Regions from separate parts of the Mus musculus genome. Here region 2 is linked to region 1. A link is a contact called in public Hi-C data. All regions are on one chromosome and are shown on one strand. Each heading gives the region's core, a stretch centred on a gene start, on an enhancer-like site or on the middle of the called end of the contact. The rest is flanking DNA. Distances are from core to core; before and after follow the strand shown.

Evidence for each region. Hi-C and Micro-C count contacts between places; a contact is called where the count stands out from the background.
Region 2: a Hi-C map of B cells shows a contact between it and region 1, with 2.6 times the contacts expected there. The contact joins the promoter of Rpl34-ps1 here to the enhancer-like site in region 1. A contact is called at or near these places in 13 of 484 Hi-C or Micro-C datasets (the 63-12 cell line, the AML12 cell line, B cells and 10 more), 3 of 115 datasets of contacts at active chromatin or transcription factors (embryonic stem cells, epiblast stem cells and kidney) and 2 of 9 other capture datasets (adipose tissue and embryonic stem cells).

Annotation. Positions count from the first base shown.
Region 1 is chr6:70,879,346-70,886,552 of GRCm38.p6, reverse strand. It overlaps Eif2ak3 (eukaryotic translation initiation factor 2 alpha kinase 3), which reads right to left. Exons shown (of 17, transcript NM_010121.3): 5 at 4,835-5,069; 6 at 4,126-4,288; 7 at 2,818-2,958; 8 at 1,661-1,783; 9 at 1,172-1,392. Among named protein-coding and RNA genes, the nearest start is that of Gm23346, 28 kb to the right of the region's middle. Within about 2 kb of position 5,427, at least 15 of the 459 cell types and tissues checked have an H3K27ac peak or open chromatin away from gene starts, as enhancers often do. A contact at or near this core is called in B cells and kidney, where this site is marked.
Region 2 is chr6:71,123,109-71,129,348 of GRCm38.p6, reverse strand. Rpl34-ps1 (ribosomal protein L34, pseudogene 1) reads right to left here and starts at 4,760. Exons shown (of 1, transcript NM_001199350.1): 1 at 4,348-4,760. The coding sequence starts at 4,739. The coding sequence ends at 4,386. It overlaps Thnsl2 (threonine synthase-like 2 (bacterial)), which reads left to right. Exons shown (of 9, transcript NM_001033929.2): 8 at 1-137; 9 at 497-1,183. The coding sequence ends at 719.

The DNA.
Region 1 (7,207 bases), core at 4,178-6,677:
AGCAGGGCACTTCAGTCTGAGACAGAAATGCCTGTGGGACCGGCTGGGGATGGATGGGATGAATGGGCGCAGTCTGAGATACGGCTCATTTGAGCCATTTGTATAGTTCTAACTAGAAAGCTGCTCCAGAGAAAGGATTTAGATCTGGGATCAAACCTTGAATCCCAGCACCCATGACGCTGAGGCAGGCAGTCTGCCATCAGTTCTGGTCAACCTGGGTTACAGGGTAAGACCCTGGTCTTACAAAAAGGAGGAAGGTGGAATTTGGAAATCTCTCTGTAAGACTCTTGGTGCTGAAGAGAACAGAGCATGTGAGGGGTCTCAGTGGAGGCCAGAGCTGAGGAAGGTGAAGTCCTGAAGGATCCATTCAACCTCCAAGGAGACTGGGAGGGCCTGGGTCAAGGAAGGCAGATAGGAAAGTCAAGGAGAAGCAACTGGCACTGTCGACCCAGAGCCGGGGACAGGAAGATGTCTACTCCATTTAACCAAAGGTCACCTAAAGCTCCTGTCAAGGTCACTCTTGTGAGCTGTGAGGAGTGAAAGCCAGAGTGCAATGGACCAAGGCCTACGTGAAGACAAGAAGGTAGAAATGGCATGCAGCCATGCTTTGAATCATGGCCGTTCAAGCATCTACAGCACACGTCCACAACAGTGTGCTCACAAATGTATTAAAAAGATATTTTATTTTTTACTTATGTGTATGACCCTATGCCAAAAACATGTGGACACCTATGGAGGCCAGAAGAGGGTGTCAGATTTCCAGTAGCTGGAGTTACAGGCAGGTAAGGGTTGTCTGATGTGGGTGCTGCAAAATGAACTCAGGTCCTCTAACCACTGAACCATCTCTCCAGCCGACCCGTAACATTGCAATAAAGTTGAAAACAATTGTGGCTAGTGTTTTTTTTTTTTTTTTTTTTAAGTGTGCCTCATCTATTTCAGATACACAGATACTAAATACTATGTTGTAGTCACACACTGTATGAGACTGCAACCTGGCAGCAGTAGGCTATGTCATACTGGCTGTTCAGGTACAGTGACTCTGTGGCTAAGTGACGGAGACAGTACAAGCGCAGATGATTCTCTGGTAAGTCTGAGTGCCGGAACTCTCCCTCCCAGAGGTTTCCTACACAGCAACCACTTGGAAGCACATTAGGTTGACAGAGCATCTTACCCTGTGGGGCTGAGGATGGAAAAGCCTGCGCACGATGAAGGTCGTGGCTACGATGCAAAGCAGGATCGTCCCGAATATCTCCTTCCACCAGTGCAGCAGGAGGATAGGGTCCTTCTTGCGGATGTTCTTGCTGTAGTGGGGGCTGTCCAGGAACCTGACTGTGATCTGCGTGCTCCGCTTATTCCTTTCTCTCTTGTAGTATGGCAGATAGTAACCGTTATCTGAGAAAACAAGCGTCACGAGGGGTTCTCTGTTAACACAACTGCAACAGTTCTGTTCCCCGCACTCCAAGACAGGGTTTCTCTGTGTAGCTCTGGCTCTCCCAGAACTCACTCTGTAGACCAGGCTGGCCTTAAACTCTGAGATCCACCTGCCTCTGCCTCCCGAGTGCTAGGATTAAAGGTGTGTCTGCCACCACCCAGCCAATTTAACTTCGTCTTAATTCTATTAATTAATTTCAAATAACTGCACGAGACAAATGACACTTACCGTATGGATACTGGAGGATTGAAAGTGCACCATTACTGTATTCTTCGTGGGAATACTTATCATTACTTAGACATTTGTCAAATTCATCAGACCCAACCAAGACAGGAGTCCTAGAAGGAGAATCTAAAGAGAACGTACACTATTAACCACGTGACTTCAATGAAAGGCATAGGCTCATTCATTCACTTAGCTGACATTTGCCCACAGCTCAGCTCAAGAACACAGGTCAAAGAGCCTTGCTACTGAGACATCCTTGCTACTGAGACGCAATCAGGTCCTACACTAGGAAGATGACCCACATCTGTGTGAAGCAGACAATTTGAGCTTAGGAGTAGGGAGATGAACATGGGTAACATAGTCAGACCGTATCTCAAAACAACAGATGCAGAAAGGGTCATTCATCCAAAGAATCGCTTAAGGGTCAGCACGTTGGGTCACTGGGTAAAGGCATCTAACATCGAAGCTTCAAACTTGAGTTTGATCACTCTAACCCACATAAATAAAATTAAACTCAAACAAAATTTTAAAAGAAGCCCTTCAAGTATAACATTTACAATAAAAACACGCAAAAGGTATAGAAAGAAAACTAAAGGATTTGGTCCAGTACTTCAATTTGTTTATTTGTCTCAAAAATATGTGATTACCAGGTAACTTGTTTACCTACATACACTTATTTTTCTGTTTTGTTTTGTTTTGTGTTTTGAGAGACAGGGTTTCTCTGTATAGCCCTGGCTGTCCTGGAACATGCTCTGTAGACCAGGCTGGCCTCGAACTCAGAGATCTGCCTGCCTCTGCACCACCATGGCCTGGCTTATTCTGTTTTAAATGCTTTGCTTGCTAGTTGGTCTTGGAGATGTGGTCTTACTGTGCCCTGGTTGGCTGGAACTCATTGTGCAGACTAGGCTGACCATGAACTAACAGAGATCCCACTGTTTCAGCCTCCCAGGTGCTTGGAATAAAGGTGCTGGGTTTGTTTGTTTGTTTGTTTTTTGTTTCGAGATAGGGTCTCCTGTCACCCAGACTGACTTCAAACTCACTATGTCGATGAACCTCCTGCTTCCACATTCAAGTGCTAGGAAGTTGCAGGCCCACGCTACCACACCTGACTTACCTAGTAGGCACTTCAGTAGTATTTGTAAAGTCTCTAAGTGACTTACGGATTAAGGGCTTCCATTTGATCGTCGGCAGAGGAATAATTGCATTTTCGCCATTTACAGACTCCAAGGCCTTTGGGCTTGTAGGGAACTTTTCTGAGACCCTGACGGACGACTGCAGGTACAGCTGGCCTCTGTACATCCCTGGGTCAACCACATGGTCAAAAACATGTCAGTCACATGATGGAGTTCTTAAAAGTTTGCTCTGATTTAATGCACTTAGACAAATGTTATTCCTTTGCTACATAGCTCTTTCCAGGGAAGATGCTCAAAGCATTTACATTTGACTCAACAAAACCGAAAAACATATATATATATAAAGCCTCTACAATGTTCCCCGAACTGAATAATAGCACCTTTTCAGTAACACAAAACCATTTCCACCAAAACATCAAAAAATAAGACTTTCTGTGCTTCCAACAGCCTGTAAAGGAAGTTTATCTAAACAACTCTAATGCCAGGGCCGTGATAACAGTGTGGCCAATGCTACAAGTCATGCTCATGTTTTACTTTATTTTACGAAAAGGAGGGCGCTCTTTATTTCCATGACTTGATTATTTAGTGATATATTTGACTTGTTCATGTTGTCAAAGACATTCGTTCCTTCAGATCATGGCATTTCATGGAGACTGGGTTGAAGTATGGGTGGCATGTAGTTTATATAATTTTGTCTCAATAACCCAAGCTAACCTAAACAGATACAAACATTTCAAAATGTATTTATGTGATATGCTCAGTAGTACAGAATCACAGGAGAGCTTTGTTTTTTTTCAGTTTAGCTGTAAAGATGCCATGAAATAAACAAACTGTGGCTTGCAGGAAGAAAGCAAACAGCACAGATGTGACGAGGTTTTCAGTCTCTAGAGTAGTGCTTCTCAACCTGAGGGTCTCAACCCTGGGGGTCCAACAATCCTTCCATAGGGGTTGCCACAACGATCAGAAAACACAGATATTTACATTACAATTTATATCAGTAGCAAAATTACCATTATGAAGTAGCAACAACAACAAATTTATAGTTCGGGATCGCCACATGAGGAACCGGGGGTCACAGCATTAGGAAGGCTGAGAACCACGGCTCCACAGAATGAGGGCATTTCTGAGCCTTTCTAACTTGTGTCTCAGATGAAAAGAACACAGTAAACTAATCAGGTTGCAGAACTGGACAAGCGGAAAAACCGCAGGAATACAAATCAAGGCACAGACGTTAAGGGAAAGTAAGGCAAAGAAAGTACTCGGAAACTAAGTAGAAAGGGCCGCCAGTGAAGCACGCTGGGCGTCAGTGGGCCTTTCCTGGCTAACGCTACCCACCTAAGTACACGCTGTTCTCTGTGGCTCCCCGAGCAGCCTCTACAATGTCTTCTTCGTCTCCCAAGGCTTCTTCGCTGGCTGTGTAACTTGTATCATCAAACAGGCTGATGGGGATGACCTTGCCATCCCTCACCAGCCAGGCGGACGCGATGGGAGTACAAAACTAGACAGAGGAGAGAAGCAGTCAGCAACGAAAGCGGAATTTACAGATTTCCGCTTGTAAATGCCTTCTCTCTCCCTCCCTCCTTCCCCTTCCCTCCCTCTCCCTCCTTTCTGTGAGTGTCTGTGTTCTCTGCAAGAGCTGCAGCTCCTCTTAGCCACTGAGCCATTTATCTCTCTAGCTTCTCCATCTTAATTTTTGATTCAGGTTCTCTTACAGGAATTACAGGATTACAGGAATCCACTGGTCAGACGGGGCCGACCAGCATGGACCTGCCTTTCTATGCCTTCCCTGGGCTGGGAACAGACCTGGAACCTCAGGCCTCGCTTTTCATGTTGTGATGGGGATCTGAACGCAGGTCCTCAGGCTTGCACAGCAAATACTCACTGACTAAACCATCTTGCCAGCTCCACAAAATGTCTCTTAAAGTCACAGTTTTAAAGCAGAGAAAAATACCTGAGATTCCAAAATGGCATTACCTCCCTCTAGTAATGTGTATGGTCAAACAAAACCTGGGGACAGAGCTACTGAGTCTGTGGTCTCGGATACCTGGTACTCCCATTCCAGGCGGCCTCCCTTCCTACTAAACGCCATGACCTTCCAATCAGCAACGGAAACTTTTATCACTGTGTCCAGCATGGTGGCTTCTTGTTCTTCCACATCTGAAATAATTTTAGAGTCTTCTTTGTTTCCACCCGGTTTAAAGGTGCTTTCAATGAATCCGGCTCTAGTTTCCATGTCTGGAATATACCGAAGTTCAAAGTGGCCAACACTGAAATTCCACCTTAAATTTATAAAGGTGTGTTTTAGAATCTTACGTTTAAATGAAGGGACCAAATAATACAGCACGCAAATAATACAGTACTGCTTTTAGACTGAAGAAGAAAATAGAACACTTTTGTGAGAAGACATCATCATAGCTTTTTTTGTTTGTTTGTTTTTTGTTTTTTTTGAGACAGGGTTTCTCTGTGTAGTCCTGGCTGTCCTGGAACTCACTTTGTAGACCAGGCTGGCCTTGAACTCAGAAATCCACCTGCCTCTGCCTCCCAAGTGCTGGGATTAAAGGAGTGCACCACCACGCCCAGCTCATCTTAACTTTTTGAAATGGAATGCAATGCTGATTTACACCACAAGAGGGCCTCAGAGAGCCGTGGCTGATCCTTTGCAAGCAGCTATTCTGAGGCCGTAGACAGTAAACACCTAAGGCCAGACGTTCTATCAAAAATTAACATGTACTTCATAAAACACAACAAAATCACATTAAAATGAGGTGACTTGCAGCCGGCCTTAATTTCTTAATTACCTGAGCACATGTCATTCAAGTGCAGCAAAGTACACCCCAACAAACCAGTGTAAAAGGCAAGCTGTATACATTACTTTTAGATTCCAATGGAACTTCTTCAATCACCTAAGCAAAACCCATTTTTGTTCTCTATTGACCAAGATATGACAGATGATTCCCTCTGTCCTAGATGTCTGTCTTATCCAGCAATGTTTTCTCTATAGTCAGGGAGCAGGAAATGCACACACATAATTAACTATAATGACAGTCACTAAGATTATAAAATGGTCTAGCTATGAATTTGGAAATGTTGATATATATACATCTATATTTATGTTTAAGGAATATGGAGATTAGATCTCTCTCTCTCTCTCTCTCTCTCAATAGAATTAGAGGCCCACGCTTGCTCTTTGGATTCTGGTAACTCACAAATCTACTAAACTGCACCTGTGCTCCCACAGAGCTCTCAGATTTAACAATCCCAGTAGGATAAACTCTGGCAGGCAAATACAAATCTCTATTCACAGGCCAGCAAAAACAGAAAAAAGGAAATACTTTCTTAATTGGGTTTGAAAGCAAATTTCAGGACAGATGCCTCAATTCTATTTCATCAGATGACAAAAGTTTCTAAGTGGTTCAGTTTCAAAATATCAAGATGGGATCTAAAGTGATTTTTTTTTTAACTACACAGGTGACTCAGAGCTTAGTATATCAAGCTGAGAAAGTCTGGACATGACAGAGGACCAGCGTATCTAACAGCTGAATCATATATTAAGTGGTAAATTACATAAGGGGCTCATTATTTGTTAGGTCAAATGAATGGCTGGTACTTTTAAAGATAGCAGAGTAAGTGACTACTCTGAAGCTGGGAGCTGGGACGGCAGATCAGTGATGGAACATTGCCTAGCGCGTGGGGAGAGCTGGGCTTGATCCTCAGCACTGCAAAAATGAAAAGGTAAATAAAATAAAATAGGGCTAGTGAGACAAACGACCAAGGCATCCACTAGACACTCAAGTGTCCTGCCATTAAGTAACTTCTATCAGTCATGTTACTAGGCCAAATGTCACTGACCAAGGACTAAGCTAAAAATACATTCACTCCATGGGACTCCTGGTTACCACACCTTGCAGCACACGATGTGATGCTGTTTGGCCCATTTTAGGCTTGAAAACCATCTTATAGTAAAGACTAACTAGGTTCATTCCTATTTATGATTAAATCTCTGCTTTGCAAGAATTGGGCTATGCCCTACCTGTAACCTTAATTACTAATGGTTTTGTTCTCCCAGTTCCAGGAATGGCAATCTTGTCTTTGTTTCAAAAGTTGTTATAACCATCTTGCAACCCTACTCTTAGCAAGGACCACCTCCTTGCAATCAGGTCTTTGTTTCAGGTCATTATGACTAACTTGTTATGTTTAAATCCTGTTCCTATAACCCTGCCAATTTTGCCTGTCAAACTCCCCATTTGTGGAAACCCCTACTCCAGAACTATAAAAACCTTGTCTCCCTCGTGCCCGATGTTGATCTCTTGAGCCCTGCCTTTATGGGTAGACAGAATGTGTATATGAATTTTAAAAAAGCTAGCTGTAACTAATGCAGCCATGATGATTTGGGTCTGTGGGCTTTCTCCTCACATCT
Region 2 (6,240 bases), core at 3,511-6,010, 240 kb before region 1:
ACATCTGAGTCTGTGACTGATGAGGCCATCACCCAGACTATGGCCCGCTGCTGGGAGGAAAACCAGTACCTACTGTGCCCCCACTCGGCCACAGCGGTGAACTACCATTACCAGCAGACTGACAGTGGACAGTCCAGGTACCAGCAATGCAATCTGGGGCACTGGGGGCAAGCCTCTCCCCCAAGCAGGGCATGCAAGACTAAGGATAGTGACATCAGTAGGCGTGGTGGGTTCTGTACCCAAGAACTAGAGCTGTGCTTAGAAGAGGTGTGAACTGCATCCCAGGTCATGACAGGGATGATGGGTGAACTGGGTTTTTATTGGGATACTTTGCAGGCTTACTATATAAACTAGTTCAAGGTATTAATCATGTCTTTGTCTCTCTCTGCTCTCTGCCCTACTCTGCCCCTAACCTTTCCCCTGGTACTCCTTCCTCTGTCTTCTCCTTTCCCATCCTTATACCTGTTCTCTCCTGTCCTACCCCAATCCCCAATAGCATCAGGTGCTGCCTGGCCTCTGCCTCAGCAGTCAAATTCCCAGAAGCAGTCCAGGCGGCTGGGCTGACCCCAGAGACTCCCGCAGAGATCCTGGCCCTGGAGCACAAGGAGACACGCTGTATCCCAATGCGGAGAGGAGATGACTGGACACAGATGCTGCGGGTCACCATTGAGGGCCTGTCCCAGCGGTGGAAAGATTGTGTAGTGAACCCCTCAGAATAGCCAGGCTGGAATGGGATTGAAGACTCTTGTCCCAGGGCTGGCTGGGACAAGATGTCTCAGTAGTTAGGAACTCTTGCTGCTCTTCCAGGGGACCCAAATTTAGTTCCCAGTGCCCATGTCAGGTGGCTCACAACCATCTATAACTTCAGCTGTAGGATTTTGACACCTCTGTAGGCAGTGTACTTGTACACAGATACACATACCAATATGTGATTAAAAATGATAAAGGTAAGGTGGGTGTTTTGTTTTGTTTTGTTTTGTTTTGTTTTGTTTTTTAGTTTCTTGTTCCAGCTGGATGTGGTAGCACATGCCTTTAATTCCAGCATTCAGGAGGAAGAGACAGACAGGTCTCTGCAAGTTCTAGGCCAGCCTGGTCTATATAGAAAGTTCCATGGTAAATTTGTGTCTTTAAAACTCTGTATACTCTTGTCCCAAGGAGATGTGCCCTTGCTTCTGGGGAAAGCTACTACAGTTCTTTCCTGTTTCCTTGCCTTTGTTCTATAAGGGGTAGAGTGAACTGGGGTAGAGGGGGCTGATGTTGAAAGATTCATCAGTATCCTTGCCTAATATGCAAGTTTCAGGGGCTTCACATGGCCAGCCTTTTGGACATGGGGTCAGCTTCAGCTCAAAGGGGTCAGATCACAGCCCTGTGACACAGGCCTGTTCACCTACATACTGGCCTGGGTCTTAGCATCTCTGGCTCTCAGTGTATTCAGCCACCAAACCAAATTCAGAGCCTTGGTTCTCCTGAACTTGTTTTTAACCTGCTGAAGCATTGGGGATGTTCCTCTGTTAGTTGGATGGAGGCTCTGAACGGCTCTTGGGCAGATCAGAGCTGTAGGTTGAATGTAGACCCATTGGCCTCTGAGAGGTGATGCTGAGGCCTGGGTCACATCCCTCTGCTGCACCAGGTTGGCTCAGCAGAGCAGGCAGGGGAGCAAGGAAACCTGTACTGATGGTGTGGATAGAAGTTGATCACTAAATTGAAGGTTGTGGAGAACAGAAAGTCATGGTGGCATCAGTGTACCAGCCAAGCCAGCTAGCTTTTCAGTTATTTACGTTACTGGGCTCAGATCTTATGGGCAGCAGGAGAGATTTCAGGCAAATGCAGGCCCACAAATAGCAGTAGCAATCACCATGCCTTGGATAGTGACCTTCCCTCTAGAAAGACAGAAGTGAGTAGAGGAAATATTTTTGGCACTAGAAGATGCTACTGCTCCACCCTATGGCTGCTCATCTACTGGGCCTCAGGAGCATCTTCCCTCAAAGGTCTGAGAGTGCTGGCCATCCAGGACCAATCTGATTGGTGTGTCCCACCAGAACATGCCAGATTACATCTCTCTAGTCCTGAGGGGAAGGCTAGAGAGAACCCACTACTAGAAAAATAGCCATTGAGAACCAGTATTCAGGAGGGAAGAATAGGAATACTGGACCTATTGGGGTGGGGGATGGTAGGGCCATGCTAAAGGAACAATAGTGACCCCTTACAGGCAATATAGCACATCACAGTTCCTGGAATACTACCATCCACAGTATCAGACACATGGAACCACTAGGGGCCACTTACCAAATGAGTGTGACAGATTAAATGCTCAGGGGCCACCGTACTGCTTGAGACCTATGACTATGTCTTACTATCGTTTTGCATTTGTGCATGTGCTGTTGGAGACAGGGTCTGTTGTTCACTGCTGCCTAGGGCAGTCTAGCCGGCCTGAAGACTTCCTGGGATCCCTGTCTTTTCCTCTCGTCTTGCTGCAGGAGTGCTGGGATTGCACACTGCCTCATCTGGCCTTTACTTGGGATCAGGGGATCCAAATTTAGGTTCTTGGGCTTGCAAAGCAAGTACTTTACCCTCTGAGCTCTCTCCCCAGCCCTTTAACTTTTGTAAAACAAAACAAAAGAACAACAACAACACACTGCTGACCTCCTTCTTCAGTGACAGGGTCCTGAGAGAGGACCGGGATATTAGAAGATAAAGAAGGTAATCAAGCTTGTGAGCAGGAGGTCTTGCACAAGCTATGCCTTATGCCTAGCAAGCTTATTAGAAAGTACAGCATCCTATACACTATTTCCAGAGGAGATAAGGGACAGAGTCAGCAGAAACTATAATACAGTGGGACAAAGTCACATGAGGCTTATCAAGCAGTGTTGGAGAAGGGGAGCCCAAGGTGCCTCAAGAGCAGTACAGACTGAGCACACACTGTCTCAGGAATGATAACCCCCAGTCTTTTCAGGGGGGAAGGCAAGTTCCTAGGAACGGAAGCTAACTCGTTTGAGGCCCAGGTCTCAGCCCCAGGCTGTCCTTGCCAAGTCAGCTCCTGAGCAAGGACAGAGAACTAGGTTCCTTTTGTCTTTTCATCGGGGCCTCTGAGAAAGCCTTGGATCAGTCTGGCTCTCAGCACAGACCATCCTGGGCACTGAACAATTGTTTGGCAATTTTCAGATACTTTTGTAGAGCAAGAGCCCTGTGGGCACTATTGAGGTGGTTCAGCAGGCAAAGCCCTTGTGCACATGTCTGGTCACCTGAGTTTTGTCCCTAGAACCCACATAAAGGTGGTAGGAGAGAATCTACTCACATCGTATACATGCAATAATAATACATACAAGTAAACAAATTGTAAGAGGTCATAACGTTTTCCTAATATCACCTACAATATGTCCGTTGCTGCTTTACAGAAATTAATTCATGGGATCCGGATGGCAGTGTGACAAGTCCATTTTACAAAGGAGCCAACTGGGATTCTGGGAGATGATGGCTTTGAGTTCTGTGTGAAGTGTTCATTGAAGCTACTCTGGAGAGCCAGTGGGGTTCCCTTGGGTTTCCAGCCTCCTCCTAGTCTCCACTCCTCTTTGCCCCCCTTTTCTTTATCCCTGGTCCCCCTCACCTGTCTTTGCTTTGTGTGAGAACCTGGCTGTGCTTTCCTAGACGGCCCACCTCCTAATAGTCCCACCCTCTAAAGGCCAGGCATTGAAACACATGCATGTGTGGGGGCCTTGTAACAGGTGCAGTGTCAAGATTTAAAGCAGAGCTTGGCTGCTAGGCCACCTGTTGAGGGTCACTTCTCCCTCATCTCTTATCTTCCTATTGTCTCTGATCCAAGGCTCACTCCTCATCAGGGATCATGTTGCTTGTAAAACCGATTCAGCTTAAGTATCTCTGGTTCAGACCCCAGCAGCGTGTAAGCAACCCTGCAAGCAAAGGTGAGCACTCTCTGGCTCCCTTGGGGAAAAGAAGCCTTCCAAATCCACTGGAAAGCCTGGCAATAATTCTCCCAGCCAGCAGAGGGCAGCAGAACACATCCAAAGTCCTTGCTTTAAAGTAGGTGGGGCTGGCCAATCCAACCACACTCCTGTCATTGCTCATGGGCAAACCACCTGTCTGACTTTATTTTCTGAAGTCTGGGGACCCTGAAGGTTTGAGGGTTGAACTTAGTACCTTGCACATGCTAGGCAGGTGCTCTACTACTGAGTCATATCTAGGCTTGTCCCAGAGGACAACCTCAGGTGCTGTTCAGCAGGCTCTGCCCTGTTTTATTTTATTTTTTTTAGACAGGCTCTTTCATTGTTCTGGAGCTTTCTTTTTTTTTTTTTTTTTTTTTTTTTTTTTTTTTTTTTTTTTTTTTTTAGATCAAGTCTTGATTTTTATTACTTAAAAAATGTGCATATCTATTTTGCTTTCTGACTCTGTGCTTGTGCCTTCAACACTTTCACAACGATTTTCTGCTCCTCAATAAGGAAAGCCCGCTTGATCCTGTCACGGACACACTTGGCACACATGGAGCCGCCATAGGCCCTGCTGACGTGCTTCTGTGTCTTAGACAGTCTCATAAGGACTTTGGGCCGCACAGCACGAACCCCTCGAAGTCTGCCTGGGCACACGCCACATGCGGATTTAGGTGCTTTCCCAACCTTCTTGGTGTAGAGGTAAACAATCCTGTTGCCAGGGGTTCGAGACAGCCTAGTTTTGTTAGAGGCTGTGTTGTAGGAAAGCCTACGGCGGTATGTCAAACGCTGGACCATCCTGAGTGCCTCTGAGCACCGTCCCCGGAAGAGTTCTGGAGCTTTCTAAGCAGCAAAGCTGGTTAGTCAGCAAGTCCTGGATTCCATAAAAAATAACTTAAAAATTTAAAAAAATGTATTGCATCTTATTATTGGTGCCTCTCTCTCTCCTTTTAAAAGTTCACATATGCCTCGTGTGTGTGTGTGTGTGTGTGTGTGTGTGTGTGTGCCCTCGCGTGCGTCCGTCTGTCTGTCTGTCTGTCTGTCTGTCTGTGATTTCTGAGAGAGCAATAGTAGCTGGAGATGGGGAGACCCAGTAAGCAAGCCCATGTCTGTGCAAAGGCCAGAGGAGGAGTCAGGTGTCCCATTCTGTGACTCTCCATCATATTCCCTTGAGGCAGCATCTCTCATTGAACCTGGAGCTAGGCTAGCAGGGAGCAAGCCACAACCATCAATCACCTGTCTCCACCACCAGAGAGCTGGTGTAAAACTTCTTACTGACACGCTTCCGTACTGCTTCAACTAGGAAAAGCAGACGTAAACACAGAATCAAGAAAGTCAAAATAACCTTGTCACTGTGTAACACGCATGTGCTGGTACCAAGACTGTGGTGGACTCCAGCAGTGTCCTCCCGGCACATGATCATTGTGGGTGTCTATTGATAAGCTTTTCTTCCATTTGTGCTGCAGGAACACCCTAGTCACAGCAGCTGGGAGGTCATTTCCCTTCTCTCAGAGCCAGCTTAGCCCAGTGCCTCAGCCTCCTGTGTGACAGAGTTTCTGGCTGGTGATTGTGGATTCAGATATAAATGCAGACACTGAAATTATGCAGTGACTTGATTTTTAAGTCATTCAGATGGATCTAGAAAATTATTTGAAAAAAATAGTGTACAAACTCACACACATGAAATGCATTGCTGCTGGAGAAGTGTGTGTGTGTGTGGTGTGGTGTGTGGTGTGTGTGTGTGTGTGTTTAGGCCAGAGAACAACCTCCTGTGTTGTTCCTCAGGTGCTGTCATTTTTTATTTATTTATTTTTTTTGACACAGTATCTCATTGACCTGGAGCTGGTTGGTCAGCAAGTCCTAGATTCCTGGATTCCCTTTTGAGAAATCTCTCTCTCAGTCCTTACTTCTTATAGGTGAGCAAGTTGAGTCTCAGACAGGACCTCTGCCTTAGCCTTAGTACACAGATCATCAGGGTGGGGCAAATGAGATCCAGTGTGCACAGCCATTTCTCCTGATAAGACCCTCAGTCAGTCAGAACAGACTTGGTTCTGGAGAAGGAGCCTGGGTATGGATTCTTGAGGGAACAGTCATGGTAGTGTGGGGACTTCCCTGGAGGTATCTAGTCACCAGCTTCCAAATCTGAGGAAATGAGAGAGTACTGGTGTGCACAGCCCCTGGGAAAAGCCGACGACCCTACCACTCTACATTCAGATTAAGTGCAGGTTGTCTCAACTCCATGGCCTTCCATTCCTATGGTTGTCACCTGGTTCTGGCCCTTACGCTACCAGAGAAAGCT